Linked DNA regions of Mus musculus: regions 1 and 2 are each linked to region 3. A link is a contact called in public promoter capture Hi-C data. All regions are on one chromosome and are shown on one strand. The core of a region is the stretch at or near the end of the contact, and the rest is flanking DNA. Distances in the headings are between cores, read along the strand shown. Region 1 holds the start of Slc13a4 (solute carrier family 13 (sodium/sulfate symporters), member 4). Region 2 holds the start of Mtpn (myotrophin). Region 3 holds the start of Agbl3 (ATP/GTP binding protein-like 3).

Evidence for each region. Promoter capture Hi-C pulls out the DNA fragments that hold promoters and counts their contacts.
Region 1: a contact with region 3 is called in a promoter capture Hi-C map of pre-B cells, with 2.1 times the contacts expected there. The contact joins the promoter of Slc13a4 here to the promoter of Agbl3 in region 3. A contact is called at or near these places in 1 of 39 promoter capture datasets (pre-B cells) and 1 of 115 datasets of contacts at active chromatin or transcription factors (pancreatic cancer cells).
Region 2: a contact with region 3 is called in a promoter capture Hi-C map of pre-B cells, with 4 times the contacts expected there. The contact joins the promoter of Mtpn here to the promoter of Agbl3 in region 3. A contact is called at or near these places in 2 of 39 promoter capture datasets (liver and pre-B cells), 1 of 484 Hi-C or Micro-C datasets (CD4 T cells) and 2 of 115 datasets of contacts at active chromatin or transcription factors (memory CD8 T cells and pancreatic cancer cells).

The regions. Positions count from the first base shown.
Region 1 is chr6:35,306,527-35,310,589 of GRCm38.p6, forward strand. Slc13a4 (solute carrier family 13 (sodium/sulfate symporters), member 4) reads right to left here and starts at 1,600. Exons shown (of 16, transcript NM_172892.3): 1 at 832-1,600. The coding sequence starts at 930.
Region 2 is chr6:35,537,444-35,541,161 of GRCm38.p6, forward strand. It overlaps Mtpn (myotrophin), which reads right to left and starts at 2,445. Exons shown (of 4, transcript NM_008098.4): 1 at 2,096-2,445. The coding sequence starts at 2,167.
Region 3 is chr6:34,778,879-34,782,687 of GRCm38.p6, forward strand. Agbl3 (ATP/GTP binding protein-like 3) reads left to right here and starts at 1,554. Exons shown (of 20, transcript NM_001289656.1): 1 at 1,554-2,181; 2 at 3,222-3,340. The coding sequence starts at 3,278.

The sequences.
Region 1 (4,063 bases), core at 350-2,849, 530 kb after region 3:
TTTTTAAAGAGCAGAGACATATACATAGAAGAAACTGATAGTCAGAGAGTCCTAAGCATGAGACCAGAGTAACAGGCTCAACTTCAATATGCCCTTCCTGAAGTTTGCATGGAAGGTTCAGGATGGCCTCTTTTTTTTTTTGGATTGGATATTTTCTTTTTTACATTTCAAATGTTTTCCCCTTTCCAGGTCTCCCCTTCGGAAACCCCCTATCCCATCCTCCCTCCCTCTGCCTCTATGAGGGTGCTCACCCACCCACACACTGCCATCCTCCTGCCCTGGCATTCCCCTACACTGGAGCATCAAACACCCTCAGGCCCAAGGGCCTCTCCTCCCACTGATGACCAACAAGACCATTTTCATATTCTGGTTGTCAGAGACTACCATGACCAGAGGACAGACTCTGGACAGGCTCCCCCCCCCTCCCCAGTCCCAGCATCCCTTTCTGGGTTGATAGTGGGGAGCCTTTTACATCTCTAATGGCTGTCACATAAAGATAGCCATAGGTTGAGAAACGGCCCTTAAGCCTGTCCATTCTATGGGTTCGACCTTATTTCCTATAATTTCTTTTTCAACATGACAGTCCTTTCAGCCATGGTTTCCCAGTCAATCGGGGGGGGGGGGGCGCAGAATTGGGGGACCCATCTTGAGACAGAGGGATGCAAATGATAGTTTTAAGGAAGAGAGTACTTTGGTCTCTTCCAGATAAGTGGGATGATTCCATCCCACTCTCAATGAAGTCCCACAAGCGTTCCGCTTCCCTCAGACCTCCCTCCCTTTCTCTCCCGCTCCCACTGATGCCCTGACAGGAGTTGGCAGGCTGCCACTTACGCTGGTGGGGTAGATGGTGGGCAGAGGCAGCAGCAGCAGCGGCACACAGATGACCAATAGCAGCTTCCTCGCTTGGAGAAGGCCCTGCAGCAAGCCCATGGTGGACCTGTCTGGATCCTGGATCGAGTCCTCAATGGCGTCCTCTTCTGTTCTGCGCTACGCTCCCCTCTCCGTCCAGGAAGACTTCACACACCTTCCCTGGCTTCCAAGAGTTAGTCCTCTTTGGTCTCGGGAGCAGAGAAGCAGGGTGGCTGCACCCAGTTTCCACAGAAAGCTGGGCTGCTTGACTTTTGCCTTAGGTGAGGTTGAGCAGCATAGTGTTATGGCCATCGAAGAAGAGCCGGGAAAGGCTTACACACCTGAGCGCTGGGTTTTCTCTCTGGTTAACAAGAGGGTGGCTTCATGCTAGACGCCAGAAAGAGTCCTCGGGAGCAATGAGCTTGCGGCTACTGGTCAGTATTGAAGAATCATTTAAAGCTTAAAAACAAAACAAAACAAAACAAAACAAAACAAAAACCCCAAAACCACAGTAGCTTTTCTTCTTTCTGGTGACCTGTTTTGTCTTACCTCCGACCTGGCTGACTGTTGGTAAAAAAAAAAAAATCTGTTGGCCCCTTCCCTTAAAGCCAGCACTGGTGTCAGTCTGAGGGTGCACTCTCTCTCTCTCAGTACCTGACACCTTAATTCTGTTTAGATTTCTTCCCTTCAAATTGGGCTCCTACTTATACTTTTCCTGAAGTATGGACTTCCAAAGCAGCCGTGAAGAATCTCCAAGACATTCCTTTTTGTTACAGGACTAAAACTAGCCAGAGGCCCACCTTTAACTTTTTTGAACCAATGGGAGAGGGCAGAGGGCAGCGTTTCCGCCCACTTCTCAAAGCCTATCAGCAAGTTGAAAAGAGTGAGCCAATATCGCATCTGAAGGCGGCCCTTGATTGGTCTCAGCAGGGGCCTGCTGCTTTGGCAGAACCCAGGCGGTTCTCTTGTTTTTCCATTTCTCAAGCATCCCAGGGGTTGGATGTTGGTCAGCACCTTGAGCATAATCCCACGTCCCCAGCACTGCTCTGTTGCTTCCAAGCATGGGACACAGCTTTCTTGGAGGGTCACTCGCTCACCACTCAGGAAGATGACCCATCTGGTGGCGGGGAGAATACAGACATTCATTCTAGAGAAATGTGACCTGGACTGAACAGTATTAAGCTCTCCTTCCAGGCAAAGTTTGCTTCTTGGGCACTGGCAGGGGAGAAAGGTCAGAGGCAGCAGGAAGAATGAACCTGGAGGGAAGACCCTGAGATGCTTGGGAAGAAGGGAAAGGCTCCCCTCTGCTCTGGGAGAGTATACATGCCAGTCAGAGTGGGTGTCCGTGCACCTCTCTGAGGCTCTTTACCAAAGAACAAGGCAGGTTGTTCTTGGGGGAAACCCAGGGGAGAGACACAATGGGAGCCAAGGGGACAAGGCTAATCAATAGTCATACTGGGAATTTCATTTGGAGAAATGATCTAACCTTCCTTCCTTTCTTTCTTTCTTTCTTTCTTTCTTTCTTTCTTTCTTTCTTCTTCTTCTTTTTTTCTTTTGAGACAGGGTTTCTCTATATAGCCCTGGCTGTCTTGGAACTCACTTTGTAAATCAGGCTGGCCTAGAACTCAGAAATCTGCCTGCCTCTGCCTCCTGAGTGCTGGGATTAAAGGCGTGTGCCACCATGCCCGGCAATTTAGCCTTTATTTTTTTCATTTTCATATTCAGAAAGAACAGATTTGGAACAAGACGAAAAAGAAAAAGACCCCCCCCCCAAAAAAAAAAAAAAACCAAAACCTTCTTTTAAGTGATGGTATTGGCCGGATCAACTTGATCTGGTAGCTGCAGAGCTAGATCTTGTGAGCCCACGTTCTTTTTGAATTCACAGGATTTGTGCACCTTGTGCAGCCATAGCCCTTTGAAGTGACCCCTGGCCTAGACGTAGAACATCTAGAGAAGTGGCTCCACAAAACCAGTTCTCCTTGATTGTCAGGGTCTGTCACATGATGGACAGGTCTTTGAAGTCATCTAGTGATTGTATGAAAGGTTATGGTGAAGTCACCTCTACCTGCATGTCAAAGACATGCTATCTCAGCTATGACATCCTTGCCTCATTTTTTGTGATGGTTTAGAAATGCAGTATAAACGGGACCTCATGCCTGTGGTGTTTCGGTTTCAGAGATGAGAGAGATTGGATAATAATAAACAGCTGGAGAAATGAACGCCTCCCGTCAAACCCAGAAGCTGCTTCAAATTCCTCCATGAGATAATCTGAGGGAACAAAGATTCCAGCGACTTTAGTAATGCGATTGGGCCGTTTGTATTACACCATGGGTGACATTTGTTGAATAAAATGAAGCAAAGCAAGTTGCATGGCAGGCCAGGAGTTCCTCTGGCCTATCAGCTTTCTACATGGACAAACCACTGTCCAGAATCCAGTGCTAAGGAGTGTGTTAATTCTTCGTAAAAAAAGGTATATAAAGTAGTCAAACTCTTAAAATATTTATTTTGCATCTCTAGACCAGGATGGCTCAGAACTCACTACCTAGCCCAGGCTGATCCCCAACTCATGGAGGTCCTCCTGTAGCAGCCTCCCAAGTGCTGGGAGTGCAGGTGTGACCCACTATGCTCTGCTGAAGTTGTCAAACTCTCAGGAAATACGGAAGAGTTGCCTCGGTGTGGGGAGAAACAGGAAGAGAGTTGTCCAGAGGTCACAGAGTCGTGGCATGCGGAGATGGAGACCTTTCAGAAGTTGGTCACACATCAGTGTGCAGGGCTGCCGATGTGGCTCAGTAGTAGAGCATTTGCCCAGTGGGCAGGCAATCCTGGGTTTAAACCCTAGCCCCCCACGAACAGAACAAGAAGGGACTGTGAAAAGAGTGTGTGTGTGTGTGTGTGTGTGTGTGTGTGTGTGTATTTCAGCACTGCTATGATGGCAAGTTTCATGTTCTGCGTGTTTTTAGCCACAACAAGAGGAGGTTACATAAGATATTAAGTTGGGCTAGGAAGTAGGGGACATTACAAAGCTACTTAGCTGGCTTTTCAATTTATACCAGTTCACCTGATAACGTGCCTTTGATGGAGTGATTCTAGATATGATTTCTTCATTAGATTTAGGTGACGAGACAGGAACACAGCATCAGTTGTGACAGGTTTGTCATCATAACACTGGACATACAGATGGCTATGAGCACCCCAACTGCACAGGAAGCTTTCA
Region 2 (3,718 bases), core at 1,195-3,694, 760 kb after region 3:
ATAGGGTTATACTGGAGATATTAAGATTTAAAAGAACAGAGCATTTACTGTCCAGAGGCTCTGGGCCTAATGAAGAACAGATACTCTGCAAAATCACAATGAGAAACAGGATAAGAAGCTTCACTTCCTTTCAAGGTGAGGTGTTGGGAGTTTTTGTTTGCTTGTTTGTTTTGGGTTTTGGTTTTTGTTTGTTTTTGGAAGAGGTGATATTTAGGTTAAGAGGACAAACATGAATTCATGAGCTTGGAGGCTAACTGGTGAAGCTTACTTGGTCAAATGTAAGCGTACATGGACAAAGCTACTTAAAGAAATACAAGTGAGGGTCTGGAGTACAGCTTTCAGATAGGGAAGAAAAAGAATTGTTCAACACAACACAATGTCCCAGTAGACCAAAAGATAGAGTTGGAAGTGATATAGAGTCAAAAGCATCTATCATCAAGTTAGAGAAGGAAGTTCACTGAGAAAAAAAATATGCTTAAAATAAACACTGATCCCTTCAGCTAACTATTGAAGATGACCAGGATGGGGGTGGGCAAACCAAATCAAGAAAATACAGGGGGTGGGGTGGGGTGGGGTGGGGAATAGGAAACAGCAGCAACTAACTTCAAGTCATGCTGAGACTGGAGAGTGAAGCAAGGTAGTCTTGATAAACCTCAGCTATGCAGGACAATCACCCAATTTCCACTTTGGATGAATGGTTCAGTCATGAAGTTGTAAGTTAACATATTGACAACAGAAACAATTTCATGCATGTTATTTTTGTAACTGTAAATTCTTTATTAATGTTTTGTATTTTAAATCCCCTATGTTTGAGCAGGGGCTGGAAAAACAAGAGCCACTCACTTTGAGACAATCGTGTGTTGTTCCACTACTGGTTGATGTATTTTTCTATAACTCTACATTGAAGAGACGGTAGTTCAGGTTTCTATTTGTTACTAGCTAAGGTAGTCAGAAGGTAGCTTGCCTTAAACATCCATTACAATCAACTAAGCAGATCAAATACATGTGAAAAGTCTAAATTATAAGGCATCAAGTGGAGAAAAAACTATCATCCTTGTACAATCCTGTAGTTAAAAACAAACAAACTAACCAACCAATCAACCTGCTTCTGCCTGTTTCCTAAAACAAGTCCTGTGAGGCAGGATGCCACCGCTCACACCTTTTAAGATTTAAAATCTTGACCGCAGGCTCACACTTTTTGAAGAGGACCAAGATGTTCACAGTTGTCACAAAATTCTACTTTCGGAAAATAATAATAATAATAATAATAATAATAATAAAACTATAGAAGTTCTCCTTACAATTACAAAAGGAGCAATTTAAGACCCAAAGGCAGGCCAGGTCAGAACTTTCCAAGTACCTCCAAGTATGGTTTTGAATTTGGGTTTCTTAACCATATCCCAAACATAGCGTGATCAGACTGCAGTACTATTTACTACACACGCGCGCGGACTTCAGATGAAATAATGGAGTACCCCAAGTTAAAAGGCTTTTTGAAAACTACTCCGATTTCCCAACACCCCAGATGCCAAATGGCAACCTTACCACTCGAAGCAAACGATACACACACATACACATATTATGTGGTGGTGGTGGAGAGGAAAAAGGCCACACCCAAGTTAAAGACTTTCAGAGCGAAGTGACACCAAGTTTCAGAAATTTAACTATGGCTATTTTGGGGCAGCTCATTTCACGGGTGACGGATCCTCTGAATCCTCCCCATCTCCACCAGGCCGCACGTTCAGGAAATCGTTCCCGATTCGAACTGCTCGGGTTTCCTTCTCAGGAACCCGGTGCGAGGCCAAGATGGAGAAATGCCTCATTCAAAGATTGCAGTACCCGGGGTATTAGAGGGCCGGCCCGTGCCGATCGAGGGAGACAACCAGGCGCCCGTTACCTGCGGGGCTGGGACAGGCCACAGCCGCCTTAGCAACAACACAGCGGTTACCTGGCACCGAGGAGCCACCCAGATCCAGGCCCTGCGGCGTCCACGAGTCTCCCAAGCTGGCCCAGCTCCCGGTGTCCCCCACGCCCTGGGCTTCACGACCACCCACCCCGCCGCAGCGCAGCATCAGCGCCGCGCATCCCCGCTCACCTTAGCCACATAGTCCTTCACCTCATCCAAGTCTCCGTTTTTCAGGGCCCACATGAACTCCTTGTCGCACATGACTGCAGCGGGGTGGGCCGGCGGGCCGGGCAGGAGCGGCGATTAGGCCCGACGAGGGGACACGAGAAAGCGACGCGCCTCAGGCCGCTGAGCGGGCGAGACTGCGGGTCGCGGCTACGGTTCGGGCGGGAGAAAGTTCTTCTGCAGCCGTTGGGCCCAGCAGAGCAGGTTCCGCCTAGCTGAGGAGAAGCAGGACGCTTACACTTCCGGTTCACGCCCCGCTAGGGCCCGCCTCCCACTTCCTCTTCCTCTTCCTCTCTCCAGAAAGCTCTGCTCGGGACCCCGCCCCGACTGCTTACCTCAGGAGAGCCACTTTTGCGCAGGCGCATTATCCTGGCCGGCCAAGGCAGAGTAGAGGCGTGGTTCCAATGGGCGGGGCCGTGAGGCTGAGTAGAATGTTCCTGGAGGTCAGGAAAATCAGGGGCTGAACCTGGGGAGGTGTTGGATGGGAGTAGGACACTCCAGTTCCACGACAGAGGGGAACGTTAGTTTCCAGGGCTCACTTTCTAATAATTCTAAAAATAACTAATAATAATAATAATAATAATAATAATAATAATAATAATAATAATGTGTTTAGATTCTCTCTCTCTTACTATCCCACTTTAAACTAGTAAAAGAGGAAAAACAAAAAACCAACCCACTCTCAAAACATTTTTATTGAGACTTTCATCTATGCATATAGTATGTTTTGAACAAATTCATTCCTGAATCCCTTCTCCACTTCACCACTACTTTTCCTTCACAACTTTATGTGACCTCTCTTCTTAAAACAAAACCAAAAACAAAAAACCAAAAACCAAATTTTCATTTACGTGTATGATAGTTTTGACAGAATATATACATTTATGTGAACCAATGTGTGCGAGTGCCCGAAGAGGCAAGAGGAAGCATAAAATCTGAGAGAGCTAGAGATACAGACAGCGGTGAGCCTTCATATGGGCCATGCTGGGAACCAAGCCGGGCTCCTCTGCGAGAGCAGCCAGTGCTCTTAACCTCTGAGCCATCTCTGCAGCAGTGCTCGGGTCTTGTGTTGAGCTCTCTGAACCCACTTAGCGCTTCCTGTTGAGTGCATACGTGTGGGACCTACTGGTTTGTTTTACCTTTAGGCATCAAACTCTATTCCTATTCTCATACATCAGTGGCTGGGTGGGGCTCTCTCCCTTGGTCTTTTCTCCTCTCTCTCCCACTACCACTCTTGGCCTTTCTTCTCCCTTTCCTCAACCATGCAGTTTCTTTGGGACATCCACCAGAAGGAAATAAAAAGGAAAGAATAAAACTTTTTTTTTCTCAGAAGGAAATCTTCAACACGTAGTTGAGACAACGGTGTCAGTAGGTTTATTTCTTTTTAATTGCATACGTACGTGCTTGTGTACAGATGCACTGATGTGGGCATGAGTGTGCATACGTGTAAACTCAGAGGACAACTTGTGGGAGAGTACTCTTATGTAGGTCCTAGTGACTGAATTTAGGTCACCATCGGGCTTTGTCACAAGCATCTTTCCTGGTTGAGCCATCTTGCCAACTCAACAACGTGAATTATGTACATTT
Region 3 (3,809 bases), core at 304-2,803:
TATACATACATACATACATACATACATACATACATGATTTAAGTCCTATCTTTGCCTCTTCCCTATCTGGCTGGGATGTTTCTTGGAGCTCCATCTTGTGAACCTGACAGCCTATAGCCTTTATCCATGAGTAAAGAGAAACAAAACAACAACAACAACAACAACAACAAAAAACAATAGATTCCATATAAAACAAACTGGCTTACCCTATTTACTGTCCAACAGCACAATACCACCAGCGGGGGATGTTTTAAGAAAAGTCTAGCTTGACTGTGATTCTAGTGGTACAAGCCAAGGGAACACATTTGGTGACGGACTTGCAGGCAGAGAGTCCCAAGTGACCAAATGGTACCCCTTAGCAGAAACTGGGAGTGGGTGCCCTCTGTTGTCCTATAGAGCCACTAAGTTTTAATTATGAGAACTCCACGCCGATGGTCTCATTCATCTTACTTACCCCTGAACGGCCCCACATATAAACAGAAGTAGGGTTATGTTTCTGTTCTTACATATCCACAGGAGCAAGTAAATTTCGGTACTGGAGCTTTGAGGATACCCTCAAACCAGAGAGTCTCTGAGCATTGTCTCCGTTAGTGATATACACATGGCATAAAACCAAGCACAACTAACTATGAAGACTAGTTTTCAAACAAGTGTGATCAATGGCACACTTCATTTCCTCAGGCCAATGCCCAAAGAAACAGAAAGTCTCAAGGTCTGACACAAACACATTCCCAGAAAGTTAACAAATCTAGAGATGCTAACCCATTTCCATGCTGAAACTGAAGCGCTTAATGCGAACCATGAGGGCACTGAACACCTCCTCATTCTTTTTGTCTATATGGGTTTTTCTTTTATTAACTTTACTTGGAAAACTGTTCCAACTGTATTATCCACCAAAGTGAAAAGTGACCAACAAATCAGGGTTAAATATACACACACAAACACAGATCCTAAGACTGCTGTGGGGGTCTTATTGACTTAAATAAGGCAAGGTGGGAGATTTGCTTTGTGAAAGTGTTGGCTAACAAAGAATTTCTAAGCTGATGAAATTTTTGAGAATTTACCCTTATACATATAACCATGACTCCTCCAAATCAAGTATTTTAAGTCTCACTTCCAGAATAAGAATGAATTATAATTGTGCAAAATAGAACTCAACCTTTTAACTTCAAATAAATTAGTTCATTTTTATTAATAAGGTTCAGTTCAGAAAATTAACTTGCCCGTGGTCATCAGGTTGTTAAAAGTCAAGGGGGGCTCTAGACACAAGCCTTAAACTGTATGTTCTACTGCCTTCTCAGCGCAGGCACCTAGCAAACAAGTTATAGTCACTCAGAACAAACTGCAGTCGCATCTTCCCCAGTGCTAAACTCTCCCTCCTGCAATGCTCAAACCGGTCCATACCATAAGCCAAGCCAGGAGTTCCCATCATCCCCTAGCATCAATGTCTCCCGCCAAAAACCTCACCACCTTCACAGCTGTCCCTAGGAAGAAATCACTAAAGCTCCCCAAAGTCTCGCGAGAGTACAGCCGTTGCCCTGGCAACAAGCGGCCTGCTCTCTCAGCGACCGCTGAATTTCGATGGCATTTGCTCTGACCCTGTCGTCGCCCGGTGCCTGGGGGACATCCTAAAGTATTCTCCCGGCAGGGGTGGGACGACCGGCGGACTTGAAGAGGCCCAGGGAACGAGGCGGGCGGCGGACGCGCCGCTTAGGCAGCGGGGAGCGGGGGAAATGCGGCCCTCGGCGCGGGACGGCGCGGGGCCCGCGTGAGTGAGGAGGCTCCGCGCGGGTCCCGCCCCGAGAGAAGGCCTGGCGCGGCCGCACGCCCCCCGCTCGCCGCTTCGGGCGCGGACCGGCGTCCGCGGGCTTCCGGCGCCTAGCGCCTGCACGCCTCGTCCGCGCACGTAAGGAGCTGCCGCCGGGCGTCCCGGCGGGTTGTCGTAATTTCGAGCCGTCATCCGGGGCTGAAGCTTCGGTCTCCGCCCCGAGATGTCACCTAGAAACCGCTCTCTCGACTGCAGTTGGCGTTTATGATGAAGCTTCGCGAGGCCTTCCGCGCCGTCCGCGCCCCCGAACGCGCTCGTCTGTAGACGTCAACCGGGGGCTGAGAAGGTGTTTGTCGGCGGTGGTCAAAAGGCTCGCTTTTAGAGAGAACCAAACACCAGTAGTTGTGAAATTGGTAAATTCTTTTGGTGTCCTCCAAAGTGTAAAAGCTTGGCAAGGATGATTTCATTGCAAATAAGAAAAGAGGAAACGTATACCTAAAACTGTATTATCCCCAAAGGCACAATCACTGGCATGTGTAGCAGGAGGAAAATGTCATTTTAGTAAAATGCCAATTTCAGGCTTGCCTAGAAGCAACAGTGGTCATCTCCAGCCGGACCTTCTGGTAGCTATTCCAATACAAATGGTGTCATTGGCTTTAAAAGTTAAATATACAGTAATGATCACGGTTAAAGAGAAACTTAAGTTATACACACTGAAGCTCGGGTCAACTGAAAGTTCAAGAGAAAGGGGAAAGTTTTTACACTATTGCTACATTTTATTGTCTGAATAATTATAACTTTTCTTGTGTACTTTTTAATGCGTGAAGACAATCCCCATTTACTATTGCAGTGTAGTGTTTAGTTATGAATATAAAATGTAAATGGCCTGGCTATATACTGTGGAAGTTTTTCAACTAAATTATTTACGTGATTTGTCTCTCTTGTTTCAACAGATTTTTTAAGTTTTATTTTTGTTCATAAAACATACTGACAGGTTATAAATATATCCCCCTTCATCTCTTCTAAAATTCACACCCCCATTCCATATCCACTCATCATCTTAAATTTTTTATTTAATTAAAATATAATTACATCATTTATCCCCCTTCCAACCCTCTCAGATACATATCCTCTTTTGCTATTTATTATCATTGTGTGTTTAAATAAATATATAAATGCAACTTGCAGAAGCCTATTGAATATTGCTTATGTGTATATTCTTTGTAGGACTGAACATCTGGTATTGGATATCTGTTTAGGAAGCTTGCTTTGTAGTAACGGATAGTTTTGTAAAATCTTTGAATTTGAAATTAATTTCCTGTATCCTTACTAGTTTAGTTTTCAGAGATCTGTCACTCTTAATTAAATACAATTGGACAGGTTTTGTAGTATTCATTTAATACAGAACCTGCACACCTTTGCTTAAAAGAAAAGCTGTTAAAAATCTCCTTAGACATTTTACAGCCTACTCACATAATTAAAGACATTCCGAGGAAGACACTAGAAGAGATGTCAGAAGATTCAGAGGAGGAAGACTACTCAGATAGAAGCATCAGTGATGACGATGACTTGGTATGTCTTTCTTTTTTACTTTGCGTAATTTGAGGTAAAATGTAGTATCAAGCACATATTTCCAATTAAAACATTATAGAATTAATTTGATGTAAAAACAAAACAGATGATGTCTGTTTTTGTCATAGAAGTTAGAAAATAACTGAAAAATGTATTGTGTAATGTGCCCTGTCTAGAAAGAAAGAAAAAGAGTTGATTTTTCTTGACGAGGCTATCAACTTGAGAGTGGGGAGGGGGAATAGGAATTGACAGGAGGAATGGGAAGGGCAAAATGATCTAATTCTATTTTAATTAAAAACATTTTTTAAAATGGGAAAGAAAGGATTTTTCTTGAGAAAATCTTGGGTGAGATTATTCTGGATTCTATTTAAATGTGTGTATATAATGATTAGGATTTTATTTTTACAGTCATATCTACTTCCTTCCTTATGTGCGAAATCTATTGCAACATATTATGCACCATACTCAA